Linked DNA regions of Mus musculus: regions 2, 3, 4, 5, 6 and 7 are each linked to region 1. The links are chromatin contacts, called in public HiCAR-type, HiChIP or PLAC-seq and promoter capture Hi-C maps. All regions are on one chromosome and are shown on one strand. The core of a region is the stretch at or near the end of the contact, and the rest is flanking DNA. Distances in the headings are between cores, read along the strand shown.

The links. Promoter capture Hi-C pulls out the DNA fragments that hold promoters and counts their contacts. HiCAR-type assays count read pairs that join an accessible place to other places. HiChIP or PLAC-seq counts read pairs in DNA pulled down with a chosen protein or histone mark.
Region 2: a contact with region 1 is called in an H3K27ac HiChIP or PLAC-seq map of embryonic stem cells, with 9 times the contacts expected there. The contact joins the promoter of Klf2 here to the promoter of Hmox1 in region 1. A contact is called at or near these places in 4 of 39 promoter capture datasets (cranial neural crest, embryonic stem cells, liver and 1 more) and 1 of 115 datasets of contacts at active chromatin or transcription factors (embryonic stem cells).
Region 3: a promoter capture Hi-C map of second pharyngeal arch cranial neural crest shows a contact between it and region 1. The contact joins the promoter of 1700030K09Rik here to the promoter of Hmox1 in region 1. A contact is called at or near these places in 4 of 39 promoter capture datasets (cranial neural crest, embryonic stem cells, liver and 1 more), 1 of 484 Hi-C or Micro-C datasets (B cells) and 1 of 115 datasets of contacts at active chromatin or transcription factors (embryonic stem cells).
Region 4: a contact with region 1 is called in a promoter capture Hi-C map of liver, with 4 times the contacts expected there. The contact joins the promoter of Cherp here to the promoter of Hmox1 in region 1. A contact is called at or near these places in 7 of 39 promoter capture datasets (cranial neural crest, embryonic stem cells, frontonasal cranial neural crest and 4 more) and 3 of 115 datasets of contacts at active chromatin or transcription factors (astrocytes, embryonic forebrain and embryonic stem cells).
Region 5: a contact with region 1 is called in a promoter capture Hi-C map of second pharyngeal arch cranial neural crest. The contact joins the promoter of Med26 here to the promoter of Hmox1 in region 1. A contact is called at or near these places in 6 of 39 promoter capture datasets (the HPC-7 cell line, cranial neural crest, embryonic stem cells and 3 more) and 2 of 115 datasets of contacts at active chromatin or transcription factors (embryonic forebrain and embryonic stem cells).
Region 6: a contact with region 1 is called in a HiCAR-type map of astrocytes, with 6 times the contacts expected there. The contact joins the promoter of Prmt9 here to the promoter of Hmox1 in region 1. A contact is called at or near these places in 1 of 39 promoter capture datasets (cranial neural crest) and 2 of 115 datasets of contacts at active chromatin or transcription factors (astrocytes and embryonic stem cells).
Region 7: a promoter capture Hi-C map of hippocampal neurons shows a contact between it and region 1, with 6 times the contacts expected there. The contact joins the promoter of Nwd1 here to the promoter of Hmox1 in region 1. A contact is called at or near these places in 3 of 39 promoter capture datasets (embryonic stem cells, hippocampal neurons and second pharyngeal arch cranial neural crest) and 3 of 115 datasets of contacts at active chromatin or transcription factors (astrocytes, embryonic stem cells and stem cell-derived neural progenitor cells).

Annotation. Positions count from the first base shown.
Region 1 is chr8:75,092,223-75,094,920 of GRCm38.p6, reverse strand. It overlaps Hmox1 (heme oxygenase 1), which reads right to left and starts at 1,303. Exons shown (of 5, transcript NM_010442.2): 1 at 1,149-1,303. The coding sequence starts at 1,171.
Region 2 is chr8:72,317,759-72,320,456 of GRCm38.p6, reverse strand. Klf2 (Kruppel-like factor 2 (lung)) reads right to left here and starts at 1,395. Exons shown (of 3, transcript NM_008452.2): 1 at 1,308-1,395; 2 at 215-1,031. The coding sequence starts at 1,379.
Region 3 is chr8:72,442,564-72,445,261 of GRCm38.p6, reverse strand. It overlaps 1700030K09Rik (RIKEN cDNA 1700030K09 gene), which reads right to left and starts at 1,382. Exons shown (of 8, transcript NM_028170.2): 1 at 1,273-1,382; 2 at 1-512. The coding sequence starts at 511. Calr3 (calreticulin 3) reads left to right here and starts at 1,484. Exons shown (of 9, transcript NM_028500.3): 1 at 1,484-1,669; 2 at 1,766-1,867. The coding sequence starts at 1,579.
Region 4 is chr8:72,473,844-72,476,541 of GRCm38.p6, reverse strand. It overlaps Cherp (calcium homeostasis endoplasmic reticulum protein), which reads left to right and starts at 1,309. Exons shown (of 18, transcript NM_138585.3): 1 at 1,309-1,484; 2 at 1,757-1,930. The coding sequence starts at 1,460.
Region 5 is chr8:72,546,956-72,549,653 of GRCm38.p6, reverse strand. Med26 (mediator complex subunit 26) reads left to right here and starts at 1,344. Exons shown (of 3, transcript NM_027485.4): 1 at 1,344-1,759. The coding sequence starts at 1,688.
Region 6 is chr8:77,548,037-77,550,734 of GRCm38.p6, reverse strand. It overlaps Prmt9 (protein arginine methyltransferase 9), which reads right to left and starts at 1,338. Exons shown (of 12, transcript NM_001081240.3): 1 at 999-1,338. The coding sequence starts at 1,187.
Region 7 is chr8:72,645,380-72,648,077 of GRCm38.p6, reverse strand. It overlaps Nwd1 (NACHT and WD repeat domain containing 1), which reads right to left and starts at 1,367. Exons shown (of 19, transcript NM_176940.5): 1 at 1,069-1,367.

The DNA.
Region 1 (2,698 bases), core at 54-2,553:
AATCTTTCTTGGAACCCACATGGTGGTCTGAGAAATGACTCCTTTCAAGTCCTCTGACCTTCACATGTTTAATGTGTCACTCTACATGCACAATAAATAAAATGTAATGAGACACTTTAAATAAAAATATAAAAATAAGGTTGGTGGGCTGGAGAGGTGGCTCAGCGGTCAAGAGCACTGACTGCTCTTCTAAAGGTCCTGTGTTCAATTCCCAGCAACCACATGGTGGGTTCTGACACCTTCATCTGCTGTGTCTGATGACAGCTATAGTGTACTCATATACATTAAATAAATAAATAAATAAATACATAAATATTTTAAAAAAAAACTTTTTTTTAAAAAAAGTATGATTGGGTTTATTAAAAAAAAAAAAAAAAAGAGCTGGGTGGAATGGCACATGCCTCTAATGTCAGCACTAGGGAGGCAGAAGCAGACAGATCTCTGAGTTCTAGGCCAGCCGGATCTACAGAGTGAATTCCAAGACATCCAGGGCTACAAAGAGGAACTCTGTCTCAAAAGTCAAAGAGGAGAAGGAGGAGGAGGAGGAGAAGGAGGAGGAGGAGGAGGAGGAGGAGGAGGAGGAGGAGGAGGAGGAGGAGGAGAAGCCAAGCATGGTGGTGGAGCACGTTCAATCTCAGGAAGCAAAGTGAAGCGAACTGGAGTTCAAGGCCAACTTGATCTACTAGGGAGTTCCAGAGTTCCAGGACTACATAGACCCTGTCTCCAAAACAAAACACACAAAAACCCCTCCTCTCCCCACACACCCCCAAACAAAAAACACCCCAACCTCAGCACCCTCTAGTTCTGCTACTGGCCTCCCTGCATCTTACAAATCGTCTGAGGTTGGAAATTGATAAGTGACCACTCCGCGCCAGCAAAAGACAAGCTCCCCAACCCCCAACCCCAAGAATAGTGAGTACGGGTTCCAGGACTTAGCAGTGCGTTCACCATCCCTCAAACCTGGATACTACAAGACACTCCCAATCGTCACCTCCAGCGTGTCAGAGGAGTGAATCACATTTTCTCCCTCCAGCTTCCCATAGCTACAGGTAGACTGGGCGGTAACTCGTCCCCTGGCCCCGCAGCCTGCATTCCCAGGCAGGATAAGGGACACCGGTCACAGCTCCCTTCCCCACACAGTCGCTTGCCTGTCGGGCTGTGGACGCTCCATCACCGGACTGGGCTAGTTCAGGCTGGTTCTGCTCGATTCAGGCTCCGGGCTATGCTCGAGACGGCTCTGCGCGGGCAGGCTCCACTCACTGGTTGTATGCGGAAACTCTGGAGGCGACTGGAGACCGTGAGCGAGCAGCTGCCCGCGCCAGCCCTTTAAGTACGCGGGTCACGTGGTGGCCGCCCAGCTGAGCCGGCGTTCTCGCTGCTGTTGCAACATCCAGCCCGGAGGCGGGCCCTGCCTGTAAGGGGATAAATCATATGACTCTGGCAAGTCTGTTACAAAAAAAAGGGAGAGAGAGAGAAAAAAAAGAGAAGAGAAGAGAAGAGAAGAGAAGAGAAGAGAAGAGAAGAGAAGAGAAGAGAAGAGAAGAGAAGAGAAGAGAAGAGAAGAGAAGAGAAGAGAAGAGAAGAGAAGAGATCTGAATGAGTTGCCTCTTGGCAGAATTTGGGTCCTTTCCAGAACCCTCTACTCTACTCAGTGACAGGAAGACGGGAGTAGCCCTTCAGGAATCTTGAAGGTTTCAGAACTATAAGACGATCCTAAATGTGAGATGCTGGTGGGCAAACCCAGGGATTGACCCACACTACCTGAGTCTACCTTCCCGGAACTCTTAGGATAGCTGGTTTTTTCAATCCTTTATGTTCACAGTTCTGCTTGGTTTGCTGACACTTGCCTTGATTAACTTTTCCATGGTTTATCCCTATATATCATGGTGGGGACATAGATGGCTCCAGTTTTACAGGTGGGGAATCTGAGCTGGAGGTTGAAGTGTTCTGCCCAGGGTCTCATGGAGTGCAGCACCCGAGTGTTTGGCTGCCTTCTCGGCGCTCTCCTAGAACCTGGTCCACACCATGACTTCCTGATGCCCAGGTACAGAAGACTGTGAAGTCAGGACACATAGCTCTGACACATCTATCACCACAGATACCCACTGCTGCTTAGCAGGGTAAGGCTTGGAATTCACCTTCTGAATTCCTGATGAGCTGGACTCTTCAGTACAGAACAGACATGACACAGACATACTGGGTGGTTCTTCAAAGCCTCCATAGTTTTGTATGTCCTCTTTTGTTGTTGTTAAAAGTATTTACTTCTTAAAATATTTCTTTAAAAAGTATTTACTATTTTCTGGGTAGTGATGGCACATTCCTTTAATTCTAGCACCTAGGAGGCAGAGGCTGGCAGATCTCTGTGAGTTTGGAACCAGTGTGGTCTACAGAGTGAGTTCCAGGACAGCAGAGGTTACACAGAGAAACCCTGTCTGGAGAAGACAACAATGAAAAGAATATTATTTATTTTATGTGTGTGTATAGGCCCATGTATATGTATGCATGCATTCATGCTGGGTGCATATAGGTGCCTGAGAAGGCCAGAAAAGGGCATTGGATCCCCTAGAACTGGGAATTAAGGTGGTAGTGAGCTGCCCATGCTCACAACTGAATTCAAGTCCTCTGTAAGAGCAGAAAGTACTGTCAACCACAGGCCATCTCTCCAGCCTCAAAATGACTTTTGATGTCAACAAAGATT
Region 2 (2,698 bases), core at 146-2,645, 2.8 Mb after region 1:
CAGCTTCTTAATTATGTCCCGAATTCTTGAGACCTGAGTCCCTCGGAGCCAACCCATTAAACTGCCACACCCCCTTGGCAGTGTCATAGACTCTGGGGACAGTATCCATTTCCCTTCTGGAGGATGGACAGGGTCTTCCTCTGTAACCTAGCCTGTTCCTGAACTCGCGGCCATCCCCCTGCCGCAGATCCCGGGAATGAGGCCAGGCGCCCACCTGTGTGTGTACGCAGATGCGCCTTTAGGTGCGAGCTCTTGGTGTAGGTCTTGCCGCAGTTGGTGTAGCTGCAAGTATGTGTGGCGGCGCGCTTGCGGGGCCAGGAGCGGCGGCCGCGTTTGGGCTTGGCCTCCAGCAGCTCCAGCGGGGACGAGGGCGGCGTGAGGAGACCGCGCGTGGCAGGTGGAGCCAAGCCCAGCGCCGCCGCCGCTGCCGCCGCGTCCTCGAAAAGACCGAAGGCGCCAGGCGCGGGAGGCCCGTAGTGCAACGCGGGGCCGGGACCGCCGAAGCTGGGGCCGGGACCGAAGGGCGGCGGGAACGGGTTGCGGGGACCGGACGCCGGGATGCGCAGGGGGCCGTCGGGGCTGAGCGGCGGCGTGTCCGGGGGCGGCGGGGGGCGGCCGGCGGGACCCCGCATGCATGCACCTGTCGCTCCTGGGGCGCCCTCGAGCTTCAGCCCGCGCGGTCCGTGGGCCAGGCCCGGAGCGCAGCCGTAGCCGCCGCCGTCCACCTCGGGGGGCTCGGCCTTCACTAGCCGCCCGGGAGGCGCGAGGAGGAAGCGGCCGTGCAGAGCCGGCCCCTGAGGCGGGTCCAGGTCGGGGCGCAGCAGCTCTGTTCCCAGGCTGGCCGCGGGGATGCTGTAGGGCGGCGGAGCACCCGGCTCCGGGTAGTAGAAGGCAGGCGGCGGGGGCTGCGGCGGGGGCTCGGGAGGATTTTCGGCGCCCAGACCGTCCAATCCCATGGAGAGGATGAAGTCCAACACGTTGTTTAGGTCCTCATCCGTGCCGCCCGCCTCGGGTTCATTTCGCGGCCAGCGCTGCAGGAGACAGGGCGCGGGACGTGAGTGGGGGTGCCTCCTGCTACCCTGCACCCCAAAGTCTAACAACTAGGCCCTCAAGATCTGCACCCGGTGCACGGCATCCCTTCAGCGCGCGTGTCCTCAGTCCCTGCACCCACCTCCTGTCCCACAGCCTGAAGTCTAACTCCCTGAGGCGGTCAGCACCCTGGACCTTGTCATCTCCAGTACTGGCTCCTGCACCCTGTAGCCTGGTACCTTGCTACCCCGCCGCCCGCGGACCCTCGCTGCCCTCACCTCCTGGAGGCCGCGCTCGCACGGGCTGGCGAAAGTGGCAAAGGACGGCAAGATAGGCTCGCTGAGCGCCATGGCAGGGACTGTGTGTGCTGTGGCCCGGCCCACCCAGGCCTTATAGGCGCGGCAGGCACAGAGGGCCGGGCTAGGAGGCGTCGACGGAAACGCGTCCCGGATGGGGACGAGCTCCGGGCTCAGCCTAAATTTAGCCGCGGTATATAAGCCTGGCGGTGGTGGCTGTGGCGGCTACTGCGGGAGCCCGGACTGCGCTCCTCAAGCCCCGCCCCCGCGGCCGGGCCCCGCCCCCGACCGTCCCTATGGCGACGGCGTCAACAAACCAGGCACAACAGCATAGTTAGCGCGCGCGGGGGGCGGGGGAGGGGGTGGCACCTGGGACTCCGCGGGGAACACGGGTGACGAGGCTTTCCCGGTATCTCCCCAGCCTCAAGCCCCTGGAAACCTGGACCGATGCATGGGGAGTCTGGGGTCACAGTGCTCACCCAGGGAACGCTCTGTGAAATCTTTGTTTAAGCTACCTTGGAAGCTAAGACAAGAAGGATGAAGTTTGGGGCCTGCCTAGAAGGGAGTTGAGGCCAGCCTGGAGCATCGTAGCCCCCTTAATACACACACACACACACACACACACACACACACACACAGAGGGAGAGAGATAGACACAGAGAGAGAAAGAGAGAGAGAGGGAGAGAGAGAGAGAGAGAGAGAGAGAGAGAGATGGGAGGGAGGGAGGGAGGGAGGGAGGGAGGGAGGGAGGGAGGGAGGGAGGGAGGGAGGGAGGGAGGGAGGGAGGGAGGGAAGGAGACACACACACACACACAGAGGCAGACACCATGGCATGGTGGTATATGCTTGTCTTCAGAACATTTAGGAGGTTGAAAGCATTAGGTTCAAGGCCCCTTTGGCTACAAGAGACCGTGTCTTAAAAAAGAAGCAAACACTAGAGGCAGGCATGATGGCTTAGTGTCTGCTTACAAGCCTCATCCAAGGAGCTCAGTTCCCAAAAGGGGGAGAGAATCCGTTCCCATAAGTTGTCCTTAGACCTCACAGTGCACTGGCGCACGTGCAAATACACAATAGCATGTAATAATTACAATTTACACTAGATACATAAATACAGTACTGAGTCTCTGGGACCTTTCACCTCCCACAAACATACACCTCACATAAATCCTTCTAGTGCAGGGAAGAGCTGTTGTCTGACTGTCAAGACTTGCAAGGGATACTCAGTGGGGGATGGGCACATCAAATAAATATGCATAATACCCAAGGGGCCTAAACAGAAAAAAAAAAGGAACAGTGGAAGAGGAGGAAGTATGTGGTGAGCCTGGGGAAGGACATTGGTGCAATTTTGACCTTAACCCCGGAGGCAAACATTG
Region 3 (2,698 bases), core at 133-2,632, 2.6 Mb after region 1:
GCTCCTTCTTCTTCAGAAACCTGCTACCGTTACCACTCGGCCCATCGCTCTTTGACACACATGTTTTGTTCACTTGTTTCTGGAAAGTTCTGTGTGGGTACTGGGAAGAAACAGAAGCTGCACCTGTCCTCTTAGGAAGACTCTGCTCGATGGATGTGGAGTCAGACTCCACATCAGACCAAGCCATGGGCACCTGCTTCCGATTCAGGATCTTGGTTTCAATCTGGGCCAGTTTCCTAAGGGCCTCACTGGCTCTGGTCTTGGAGGAGATGGTGGGAGGCCTCAAGCCCAGACTCACCCCCCTCCCTGCCATGGCCTCCTCTTTGGGCATCAAATATTTCTCGTCCATCGTTTGGTTTCTCTTTAAGATTCTGCTCTGCCCAGGTGTCACTTGGCCAAGACTTCGGGCTTGTAAGTTTCTGATCTCTTCCATCCTCGAGCTATCTAAGAACATATCCCTTAAGTCAAAACCACTACGTGGAGGGCCAAAGGGTCTTCTTGTGGAAGCCATTCTAGGAAAATAAAGATTGTGTTTTCAGCCTTTAAAAGTACTTCACTGTATAAGTATACTTTTTGTTTTGTTTTTATTTTTTTCAAGATAAGGTTTCCCTGTATAGCTCTGGTTTTCCTGGGAGCTCCTTAGATCAGGCCTGCCTCCCAAGTGCTGTGATCAAAGGTGTATGCCACCACCACCCAGATAAAAGTATTTCTTTTAATAAGCTGTAGGGCGTGTGGGACAGGCATAAGAACTGGTAAGGTTGAGTGAGCTCAAAACCAAAGAATCGGGGCTGGTGAGATGGCTCAGTGGTTAAGAGCGCCGACTGCTCTTCTGAAGGTCCCGAGTTCAAATCCCAGCAACCACATGGTGGCTCACAACCATCCATAACGAAATCTGATGCCCTCTTCTGGAGTGTCTGAAAGACAGCTACAGTGTACTTACATATAATAAATAAATAAATCTAAAAAAAAAAAAAAAAAAAAAAAACCAAAGAATCTCAGAGAGATTTGAGGACAGGCGTCCAGATTCGTACCTATATCTGTACCTGCTCTGGAACCTGTAACCAGGATACACAACTGAGAGGACCCATATCACACAGCACCTGGAGTTCTTCTCCATGCTAATAACACTGCCTATACTCAGTTTCCTCGCTATTGTTTGCAAGCCCTAAGGGATCATGCCCCATCGCTCTCCAGATGAGGAACCTCTGGTGTGGGTATGCCGCCCGTTTTCCTGAAGCCCCTTGCCAACCCACTTGATCACTGTGAGGTCACCTGAGTAGCTGCGTTGGCTTCTTCCCGCTAGGCTTCAGCCTCAAAGTATAGGCCCCAGTGTGCGGTTGCCTCAGGAGACAGCGCCAGAGCAACTAGAGACTACATTTCCCGTCGGCCACCGCGCTCCACCCACCAATGAGCAACTCAGGTCACAATCCCGGGCGTCACGGGACCAGTAATTTCAGCGCACCCATTAGCGTCCCCAGGTCATAATCCCAAGGCATGCCGGGAGTTGTAGTTTCTGAGTTGCGCCCGTCAAGCGGTACGGACGCCTGAGAGCAGAGAGTTGAAGTCGCACGTGCAGCTATGGTCTCGGCTCGTGCATTGCTCTGGGCCATCTGTGTGCTGCGCGTGGCACTAGCCACTGTGTACTTCCAGGAGGAGTTTCTAGACGGAGGTGAAGGCGATTGCCGTGGTGGCTGGTGGCCTGTGTCCACCATCTATGATATGGACCCGTGCGCTTTGCACCACTAACCCTCCTGTCTCCCCACAGAGCGCTGGAGGAACCGCTGGGTGCAGTCCACCAATGACTCCCAGTTTGGGCACTTCAGAGTCTCATCGGGGAAGTTCTATGGGCATAAAGAGAAAGACAAAGGTTAGTGTAGAATCGGGAGCAAATAGAGTAGAGTTAGAAACCTCATGGCACCCTGACAACGCACCCACCGTTCAAGCCAGGACACTGAGGCACATGCAGGCTCTGCAATACCCTGTTTGGGTTTACATTCCTTTACGATTGACCAGAGTAGCCGGGCGGTGGTGGCGTACGCCTTTAATCCCAGCACTCAGGAGGCAGAAGCAGGTGGATTTCTGAGTTCGAAGCCAGCCTGGTCTACAGAGTGAGTTACAGGACAGCCAGGGCTACACAGAAACCCTGTCTTGGAAAAAGAAAAAAAAAAAAAAATTGACCGAAGTGTGTTTTGGTTTAGTCTTTGAGCAGTCTCATGTAGCCCTAGATGGCTCTAACTCTCAGCCTCCCAAGTGCTGGTTACTTTTTCCACATCTATGTATGTTGGAGGCAGTATGCACCTTGAGTGTGGATTGGAATGACAGTGGAGGTGCTCAGAAAGTGCTGGAATGACAACTGGAGTCAACAGGAATGACTGTGTTGGCATTTTTCAGTAGTTGCCCAAGATCATCTCACTTCATGAAAATTGGAACCATGCTGTAGCACAACCTAGAATCCTAGCACTCCAGGGTCTTCATGAGGCAGGAAAATCACAAGTTCAAGACCAGCCTAGCTATAGAGTGAGCTCTGGCCCACCCTAAGATACAGCCAGGTCTTGGCACAAAACAAAAAGAGGGGAAATCAAAATGAAAAGTGGGGCCAGCTAGATTGGCCTGTGGCCAAGCTTGGTAACCTGAGTTTGATCCCCAGAACCTACAGGGTGGAAGGAGAGAACCTATGCCCACAAGTTGTTCTCTAACC
Region 4 (2,698 bases), core at 60-2,559, 2.6 Mb after region 1:
CAGAGTCCCTACAAGGTCACAATAGTCTTTGGGGATTGCAGGCCTGTGCTGCTGTTGTCTGGTTTTTACACTGAATTCTTGGACCTGAACTCAGGTGGTCCTGCTCCCATGACAAGCACATCACCATTGAGCTATCTCTGCAGCTCCAAGAGTAGGACATTATAAAGGGGCTTCACAGCAGGCAAGACAGGAGTTACAGGAAGGGCATAGGGATCAGGATACCTGCTAGGCTCAACTTCCTCCTTCCTCCTCATATAATCGTGGTGTGGTGCTTCCAGCAGTAAGAATATCCAATTAGGAAAAGTCGGAGACCCTGGCATAACAGGCTCAAAGGATCACTAAGGGCTTAGTGGCCAGCACAAACTCAGAAAGTAAATCATGCCAGTGCTGTAGATCCTGTGCCTGCTTCCAGCTTCTTTAGGCCCTGAAGTCACGTACACAAACCCACCTGACACATAATTAAACCTTTGTTTTCGAGACAGGGTTTCTCTGTATAGTCCTGGCTATCCTGAAACTCTTTGTAGACCAAATTGGTTTTGAACTTGAGATCTGTCTGCCACTGCCTCCCAAGTGTTGAGACTAAAGGCGTGCGCTACCATGCCCGGCAAAATATAAATCTTTTTTTCTTTCTAAAGGTCGATGGTATATCTCAGTGATTGCCTAACATGCAGCCAGTCCTGTCTTCCATCCCCAGTATCCTGTAACCCTGGTGTGGTGGTGGCACACGCCTGTCATCTCAGTACTTAAGAGCTAAGAGGAGGATCGGGAGTGCAAGATTATCTAAGGCTGTGTGGGGAGTTAGAGATCAGCTTGGGCTCTATGAGACCTAATATTCAAAAACCAGGAGTAAGTAATAATATAAATAAACAGAAGGGATGGGGTGTTGACGCAGCTTCCGCTTCTCCTTCCATAGAACGTCTATAGTCGCTTCAGAAGAGATGTCTTTGCTCCACGTCGGTCTGATGTGATGTTGTGGAGCCCCAATGCTCAAAATTCTTACCCAGAAGGAGCATATCGGAACAGGAGCCGAGTGAGGTGTGATTCGCCAAAACCATCACCTGCCGATCCCGCCTTCTGGATGGCGTAAAAGGATGTGAAAGACGCAGAGGCCTGGGAGTGCACGCGTTCGCAAGAACGCAGCAGAAACCCAGAGTACCGCCGGCGCAGCTTCTCACGCTCCAGCGCGTCGGGGAACAGCGGCCGGGCCGCCGCATGCGCAAAGAGGCTCACGCGCATGCGTCTCACTAGGCCATCCTTCTCTGGAGTCCTCACGCAGTCCCTTCCCGCCCTCCTCCGGTCTTCACTTCCGGTGTTTCCCAGCGACAGCCGTAAATGGCGCGCGAAGCGGCCCGCGAGGCCGTCGTAAACGTCGCCCTTCGCGCCACTTCCGGCCGGCTTCTGTGGCCGGTGCTGGTAAGCGATCGTGAGGCGGCGGAGGACGTTGCCAGTGGCTGCAGCCATGGAGATGCCGATGCCGCCAGATGGTGAGGCCGGTCCCTGAGCTGAGGTCGTTGGGTTCTTCTCGTGTGCCCCCGCCGGCCAGCCGTGCCTCCTCGCGTTGCCGGGCCAGTGACGGAGCGCGCTGCGGCCTCGCCGCTCCTCCCTCGGCCTCTCCGTGGTTCCCCGCATTCCTGGCGCGCGCTTGGCCCTAGTCAGGACCCGTACACCACCGCCTTGCAGTGGCCCGCCCCAGAGGACCCCGGCCTGGTCCCCGGGTCAGGCTGCCCCCACTGACGCCTTTTCCTCTGTTTTGCAGATCAGGAGCTTCGAAATGTCATCGATAAGCTCGCTCAGTTTGTGGCTCGCAACGGACCCGAGTTCGAGAAAATGACGATGGAGAAGCAGAAGGACAACCCTAAGTTCTCGTTTCTGTTTGGAGGCGAGTTCTACAGTTACTACAAGTGCAAGCTGGCACTGGAGCAGCAACAGCGTGAGTTCCCCTCAGGCCCTCAGCCGCCTCGGGGTTCAATGCGGGCCCCGCCGCAGCCAATTTCTTTAGAGTTGCAAGTTTCCTCTGCAGAGCAGAGCAGCCGTTCTTCTGTCCTACCCGGAGCCCTGTACCAAGATAGACTGCTGGATCTGTGTGTCATAAGGAGAGACTATCATATATTCTCTATCCAGGCTTTTGGGTCGGGAGTGGTCCCTGGGTGGTCTTTGCAGAGGCAATTGCGGATCTGCAGGAAGGTGGGAACTGTGCAAACTGTGCAGCCTTTCTGCAGGCTGAGACCATAGCTTTCTGCATTTCAGGTGCATAGATCAAAAAGCTTTCCCTTTAGTTTTTGCAACGTTTTTCTTTTCCTTTTTTTTTTTTTTTTTTTTTTGCTTTCGAGATAGGGTTTCTCTGTGTAGTCCTGACTGTTCTAGAGCTAGTTTTGTAAACTAGATTTAAACATCAAGAAAAATATGATTAAAAATAATAGAAATAATAAAAAGTTTAGAGCCAGGGATGATGGGACCACCGCTTTAATCTCAACACTTAGAAGGCAAAGGCAGGTCGATCTCTGTGAGTTTGTGGCCAACTGATTGTACAAGTTCCAGTACAGGCAAGACTACATAGACTGCCTAAAAAAAAAAAAAAAAAAAAACAAAAGAAAAAGGAAAATGAGTGAAGAAGCACAGCTGGTCTTTAAGGGCCTCACACCATATCCCAGGTTGGCCTGGCAGTATGTTATCCAGCCTAGCTTCCAGTTCAAAGCAG
Region 5 (2,698 bases), core at 95-2,594, 2.5 Mb after region 1:
TGAGAAGTATTTGTTCGTGTTCATTCTATTGGTGTAATGCAAAGCCTTCTGTCATGTGCAGAATCAAGAAACCAGCCATGATAAATTTATTTTCTGGGTGGGTGGGAGAAAAGGGCAGGGTCTTACTTACGTAGTCCTTGCTAATCTGGAACTCACTGTGCAGACCAAGCTGGCCTGGAACTCCAGTGAGCCTCCTGCCTCCCAAGCGTTGGAATTAAATGCCTGGTTCCTCACCTCCCCCAGTACCCCCCCCCCGAAGTATGACAAATTTAAAATTAACAGGTGTTGAGCAGCTCTCAGAAGTACATGTGGTTTTCATTACCTGTTTCCCTTCCGTTTCATGTCTGGATTTTTAAGGTTACAACACTACACGAAGTTATTTCTCCCGAGGCCACTTTCGTATAGTGCACTAAACTCGGAGCCCGCCCTCCATCTGTCCAGTTGTAGGGGTCACCGAAGGACGGAGGACCGCAGCCTTTATACTTGACTTCCTTCGTTTCTTGGTTTGACTTAAAACTCCAGGTGACCTTGGTGCTTCCCTTCCTCCCCCGTGAGGCGTTCCTGTTTTCCATCACCTGAGATGCAAAGGCGGGGTCGCTCCGTCCCCTCGGAACGCCAAGGGGAAGATGCTGGGCGACGGTTCCGCATCCTGCTGTTCAGACACAGGCTGGCCACCTCCAGCCCCCCCCGCCCCCCCCCCGCCTCTAGGAAGGCGACAAAAGCGGTGCTTCCTCTTGAGTTCCAGCCCCGCACGGATGCAGACCCGAGGTGTCAGCGTCGCGCAGGCCTTGCAGACTTGCGTCCTCTGCAGAGGTGGCAGCTCCCAGACGTGACCTTAGGTCCCCGCAGCACGCGGGTCACATGGGGACACGCACTGCCCTGCAGACCCGCGCCTGGGGCCTCTGCAGCGGAGAAGGCTGTGCGGAGCTCCTCCGAGCTCCTCGAGGCACGAGTCTAAACGCAGGGAACCGCTGCCTTCCTCAGATTACCTATGGCCGCTCCAATCCTCTGGTTTCTAAACGCAGGAGGCCCTCATCCGGGGGAGGGTCTTTCCATTCCGCAACCCCAAAGCAGTCAGAAGATAGAGTCGGTGTTCCAGGACTTGAAGGGTGCGCTTCCGTTAGGAAGCCCATCCCTCCAGTCCCGAGTGGGCGTGGCCTTCAGATAGCGTCCGTTGCCACGCCCAACTGCCTCCCAACGGCCCTCTGTGTCGGACCTCGGAACCAGGCGGCAGGACCTGCTAATTGCGCCTGCGCGCGCGTGCGCACAATCAATAGGAGGGGCTCACGAGCCGGACCCTCCCAAACCCGGCGTCTCCACCCGCCCCATCTCCCAACCTCCTCAGCGTGGCGCCGACGCTGCGTGCGGCGCGGGTTACCCAGAGTGCTCAGCGCGGGGGGCAGCTCACTGGAGTTTGGTTCTCGAGGCGGCGGCGGCGGTGGTGGCGGAGGCTCCTCCGTCGGCTCCTCCTCCTCGCTCGGCGGTGGCGGCGGTGGTCCGGGGCCTGAGCTCCGGTCCCCTCCGCTTCCCTCCGTCCTCGCCATCTCCCCGAGCGCCTTGACCTCCTCCGGCGCCGCGGGGAACATGCGGCTCCGTTCCCGGAGGCCGGCGAGTGACTGACCCGCGTTCCCCCTCCTCAGCCTGCCCGCCCGCCGGCCCGGCCGCTCCCCCCCGCTTCGCCCAGGCAATGACAGCGGCTCCGGCGTCTCCGCAGCAGATGAGGGACCGGCTGCTACAGGCCATCGACTCCCAGAGCAACGTAAGTGACTGCCTCGCGATCGGGGACCGAGGCCGCATGTGTCGAGACCCTCCCCCTCCGACGCGCCCCCGGCTAGGGGCTCTCTCCAGGCGGTGATCTGCCCGCCACAGCCACTGCCATCTCGGTCTCTCTTTCTCCTGGGTCCGGGGACCGCAGGCAAGGCGGATTGCCCGGCAGCTGAGGGTACCTGAGGCCGAGGCTTCACGCGGCCTGGACTGAGGGAGCGTTTGGAGCTTTGATCAGAGCTAGTTCTTCTCCGTTGTCCCAGCCCGACCGCCCTTGGTGGTCCCCACCGTGCCTCCTTGCCTCACCTCAACCCTGGGAACTGAGAACCCCCCGGGAAGGTCTCCCTGCCGGGGGCAAGGTGGGAAGCAACTAGTGTCTCCGCGATGACTAGAGTAGCCCGCGTCTCCGGAGTCTTGGCCTTTACTCCCCTTCGGTCTCCTGGCTGAACCTCCTTCTTGGCTAGGAGGGAACCCTAGGCCCGTTCTGCCCCCAGTCTGTCTACCTGTGATGCCTGGAGAGTCTCCTCTTTTTTCTGATAGTGGACAAACCTTTCCTGGGGTCTTTCTAGAAAAGACGACCCTGCAGAGAGTGGGATCCTTCCTGTCATCTTTCTTGGCCTAAATGCTCCATTGCGCATCTGACCAGAAGCTAAAGCATGGGATTTTGGTACTGAGTTACTGCCCGTCATAGTTGATTGTTCTCTTATTCCTACCTTCCGGTCCTCTTTCCATCTCTCTCTTGCCCCTCCTGAGGTGCTTTGGGCCCTAGCCTGTCAAGATTTAATTGTAAGGGGTTACTTTATGTCACACTTTCCTCTGCTAAGAGTCCTGTGAGCAGAGGGACATCTTTTTCTTCCTGTGTGAGCATAGACTAATTTCACCTGTTCTTGTATTTTTCCCAAAGGTTTGTTGGCAGTGTAGGGGGCGGGTATCC
Region 6 (2,698 bases), core at 89-2,588, 2.5 Mb before region 1:
AGAGGAACACACACTATTCTACTGCTGTCTGCATAGAGGAACACACACTATTCTACTGCTGTCTGCATAGAGGAACACACACTATTCTACTGCTGTCTACACAGAGGAACACACACTATTCTACTGCTGTCTACACAGAGGAACACACACTATTCTACTGCTGTCTGCATAGAGGAACACACACTATTCTACTACTGTCTACACAGAGGAACACACACTATTCTACTACTTTCTACACAGAGGAACAAACGACCCAACATACTAGCATATTTCCAAGTAAACCAACAGGTCCTGAAATTTCTTTGGACTACAAAAGCCTAATGCTACTGACATCTAGTGGGCAGAGGACAAACCGTGCTGTGAAACAGGAAGGAAGACACAGGACTGTCTGGTGCAAAATGTCACCAGTGTCAGGTTGAGAAACTCTGGACTAAACAAAGCAAGACTGTCCACAGCTTAAAACTGTATATGCAATTAAGTTACTTTTTGAAATTGAGATTCTAACATTAAAAAAAAAAAATACAGTAGTTCAACCGGTTAACTGATGCAAGTAAGACGAATCAACAAATATTAAAAGTTCCTTATGACTGAACACTTTATCCAACCTCAGGATACACAGCATTCTTTCTACACAAGATAATGCAACGCCTACAAGGCAGGGCTAATTTAAATTAGATACTGGAGGGGAAAAAGAACTACCCAGTCCTATCCCATTTAAAAGGCCTTTGGAATCTTAAGTGAGGCAGAAATTTTGAAACAGATGTGTGACAACTTTTGACTTTTGTTACTAAAACCTGGCTGTATTGAGATGGGCTGTAGGCTATAGTAATTCGATGCTTGGAGAGTCCGTCTCTGTCTCTGTATGTCTCGGTGTCTCTGTCTCTCCCTGTCTCTCGTCTCTGTTACACACACACACACACACACACACACACACCATACCCTGTTGTTCCTGCTCAGATCACAGGATTTGCTAGCCACTGAAAAAAATAAGGCCTCACCTTCACGTCGTCTTTTAGCTCTGGCGCCAGGCTGAGCACCAGAAGGTAATGGGCATAAGCAGTGCCGAAGTCCTGGTCACCTAGACAGTGCTCAGCACTCTGCAAGGACCGTGCCACCAGCCGGTCCCGGCCGGCCGCACCTGCGCCACCCCCGGCGCCCCGGCGGGGCCTGGGCCTCGAGTTCGGCATGGATAAGTCTCGCTCGGAAGCCCACGAAGGAGGATGGCCTCGTCCGGGAAAAGAGTCTCCACGGCGCGCTTCCCTGGGCCGGTCGCAGCAACTGGACGCACAGAGGCACTGGGTGCACACAGCAGGAAGCCCCGCCTTCCCAGCGGCGGACAGGGCTGCGCGCGCATCCTGCGGCGAAGCGCTGTGATGACGTCACACCAGGGAGCGCCCCGCGGCCCACTATGGTCTTGGAGTACTAGGCTGTAAAGTCATTTTCTGGAATGGGGTTTTTTGGCAGACTGCAACCAAAGGTTTCCACCCTCTCTCTGCCTCCTGGAGAGTGCGGCTGCGAATTCCAAACCCTGCTCTAGTCCTGCTTGTGCGAAGCTCCAGGCCTTCTGAATCTCATCGCACCAGACTCACTACTGCAAAACGAAATAAAAGCTCCTTAAATTAATCACTGTGTACTCTCCTAGTATTAAGTATTCTCACAAAACTCAGTGAGGTGGAACTTGGGATCACACTCTAAAAAAAAAAGGAAAAGGCCATCACGGAGAACTGCTTCAAGGTTGAACAGTGGGATGGGTACGGCCGAGTCTGAATTTCCTGATGACATGCACATTAACAAAGAAGACTGATGTCAAGTGTGGCCTCTAAGATATAAATCCAAACTTTTAAAGCAATGTATAGAAATTATAGCGAAAGCTATTTTTTGTTCCCATTTTGAAGAGATTAGCGGTGCATACAGTGGTTAACAATGTGAAATGGAGGATACACCATTTTGGATATTAAGCTAAAATTCTCCAGTTCTCCCAAGTCCATCCTTTATGTGTCTTTTTGCTTTCTCTAGTATCTTATTGTCTGATCCACTCTTGTAAGCAGATACCTATGTACCTAAGAAAGGTCTTCGAAGACAGGAACTAATCACAATTATTTGAATATGTACAGAACGACAATTTTAATATATCTTGCACTTGATGAAAAGTGTTTCTCCTGCTCTTTAATTTTGCCTATGTATTTTCCTAGCTATTCATATCGTCCTTGTTTGATGCTTTGTGTATTAAGCAATGTAGGATTTAACTATACAGTATTTAGTGAGATGGAAATACAGAGGCAGGCCTCTATACCTAATGGAACTGAGTAGAACATAAAGACTAATTGGCTTGTGGGAAGGGTTTTCTCGTTCCAGTCTAGCATCCCTCCCTTGAGACATTCAGACAGACCTAATAAAGCTCTCTTCCTGGCTTAATTCATAAGGGTGCTCTAACTATACAATGTAATAATCTAGAAAAGCATTTTACTTATATATACATAGTTAATGTAATTAATTGGCATTATCTAGAAACATTTAGAAATTATCTAAACCTTAAAAAATGTTATTACTCCCGTAAACATTTAACCAAAGATGTATAATGTTATTTGCATCCTGTATAATTTAGAGGTGATAGACTGAGGCTGGGTAGAGAGACACAGCCCAGTCCTTGACAGAGACTTTGGTTTGCAATGTTACAGAATCTAGACTCACCCAGAGT
Region 7 (2,698 bases), core at 118-2,617, 2.4 Mb after region 1:
AAAGTTTTATTAGTTTAAAGTTTAGTTTACAAAAACTAAAAATAAAGTCAAAGGTTAAAAAGCAGAACAGAACAAAACAAAACTACAGGGCTAGCAAGATGGATCAAAAGGCAAAGGAGCTTGCAGCCAAGCCTCATGAGTTGAGCTGGTCCCTGGACCAATATGGTGCTGTCCACACACAGGCTGTGTCACACTCATACATGCAAGACTGCATCATATTCAGCATGTGGACAGGCACCTTTGACAATCACTTCCAAATTCATATTTAGAGGAGGCTCAAAACATTTTGGTCTTGATCTTCACCCCAAAATCCCGGGTTGTTATGCCCTCTGACCTTGGCTTACTCAATTTCTTCATGACACTGAACCACTCTGTGAGAAGGGGTGAGGGGGAGAGTGTAACCTGACCTATTGGCCCCTAGCTGTAACCACTAAAGATAGAAATCACCACCTCCCATTGCCACCAAAGTCCACAACCAAAAATCTCTTCAGATGTCAATGTCTCCCTGGGGATAGGATCCCCTTGGTAAAGGTCCCCTGGCCTAAACTGGACACAGTGGCACACACCTGTAAACACATGGGGTGCTTGCCTAGCATGGGAATCAGAAGGTGGAGGCAGGAGGATCAGGAGTTCAAAGTCATCCTTATTTATATACGTGGTGAGTTCAAGGCCAGTATGGATTTCATGAGACAACCCCATAGACACCAAGTAGGTAGGGATGGGGCACCATTCAGGCTATGTATGCCTGAGAAGCTGTTGTTGCACACTAGCCTGGGTCAGCAGAGCAAATGGAGACCAGCCTGGATTATAGGAGATCCTGCCTCAAAAAAAGGCAGAAGATGTGAGGAGGGGGAGGAGAAGAAAAAGGAGGAAGAGGAGGAAGAGGCGGAAGAAGGGAAGGTGGAGGGGGGGCTGTCTGTACTTTATCTCGGTCCTTTGCACATGCTAAACTAAATCTTTCCCATTCTCATTTCAGTGTAAATGCTACCTCTTCTGAAGGTCCTTGATTCGATGTGTCCTTTCAACCACTCCCCGTGGGGCCCACCCCGTATTCTGTGCCATACTCACCCTCAGCTCCCAAGGCTCTCCATGTTCAGTGTCTGCTCCCTGGGAAGTGTGGGACCCACAGGTGCATAAATCCTAAAACCATGCGTCAGCATGCCCAGCACACAGTAGGGGCTCACTGACAAATCTTGAGCTCAGTGAGTGCTTGGGCAGCTGCCCATCATTTTGGCTCCTGTATGTTAACTGCAAACACCTCAGCAAGAATGAGGCATCTTCAAGGGCCCTTTTGCAGCGTCTACTCCAGGCTCTCTCCAAGATGCCCGCTTCCCTCTTGCTGCCATGGAGGGCGTCATTTGGAAGTCTCTAGGAGAAGCGGGTGAAAGAAGGAAGTTCCTGGGCCCAGAGCCACAGCGGAAACAAGGCTCTGCCTCTCTTGGTAACTTTTGTCTTAGGTACTTTCTATTCACCCAGCTGAGTTCTCCCAGCAAGTGGGATAAAAGAAAGGAACTGGCTGTGTTGCAGCCCAGGCTGGGCACCCGGCCAGACCCGGCGGTTAACTGTTGTGTGCCAGGCTTGACAGTTCACAGCAGCCAAGCTGTCAGTGGGGGTGGTGCATGATGCAGTCTGGTCCACATCTGCTGCTGACTGTCATGCCATCCCGGGGTCACAGGAAATGTGCTTCAGCGCTGGATTCAGGTCAGAGGTTAAAAGCGATTGTTGCTCTTCCTGACTACCTGTGTTCTGTACTGAGCTACCTTGGATGTACCTCCAATCCATCAGTGAGGGAACTCAAGGCAGGAACTGAAGCAGAGGCCATAGAGGGTGCTGCGTACTGGCTTGTTCCCCATGTCTTGCTCAGCCTGCTTCCTTAGACATCCAAGGATCACCTGCCCAGGGGCACCACCCATAGTGAGCTGGGACCTCCCACATCAATCACTAAGAAAATACAGCTGTCTAATTTGACTTAAGACCCACTCAACAGGAAGGAGATTAAACTGGTACTGGAAACCTAGCCAGGTTCTCAGAGTTAGTAAGGTCAGGGATCTTAGAAAAGAATCTACTACCACCACTTTGCTAAATTAGCATAGTCTCTGACTTCGTTCTACCTTAGACCCACAGATAAGTGCAGCTACCACCCCTCATCACTAAGCCTCTTTACAGCAAATAGAGCCCATCACAGCAAGCCACCACTGGCTGGACAATTCAGAGATCAGGAGGTGGTGGGAACCAGCCCCAGTAGATACATCCAGTCACAGCTCTTGCATCTGTGACTCGGGGAACATCTACAAAGAGGCAAGAGGAAGATTAGAACAGAAGAGCCAGAATAGCAGAAAGTCTGCTGTGAAACGGTCTCCCAAGAAATGGCTCCATAAACAAGACAAGAACAAGGTCAAGGTCAATAGACATGTTCATCTGGAAGTGAGAAAACTCGCCCCTCTCCTAGACAAAGAACTACAGGCAACTAAAGACAGCTACAAGAGGGAAAGCTAGCCTCTCCCAGGGATAAGGACCCTCACTGCTTGTCCAATGCAGTGTGATCAACTCTGAAACCATCCACACACAAACAATAGAAACAGGCTCAGCATGTTGTAGTCATATATGTGATCTGGTCACACACATATGTATGTAACAATACTAACCACGGCTGGAGAGATGGCTCTGCAGTTAAAAGCACTGACTCCTCGTCCAGAGG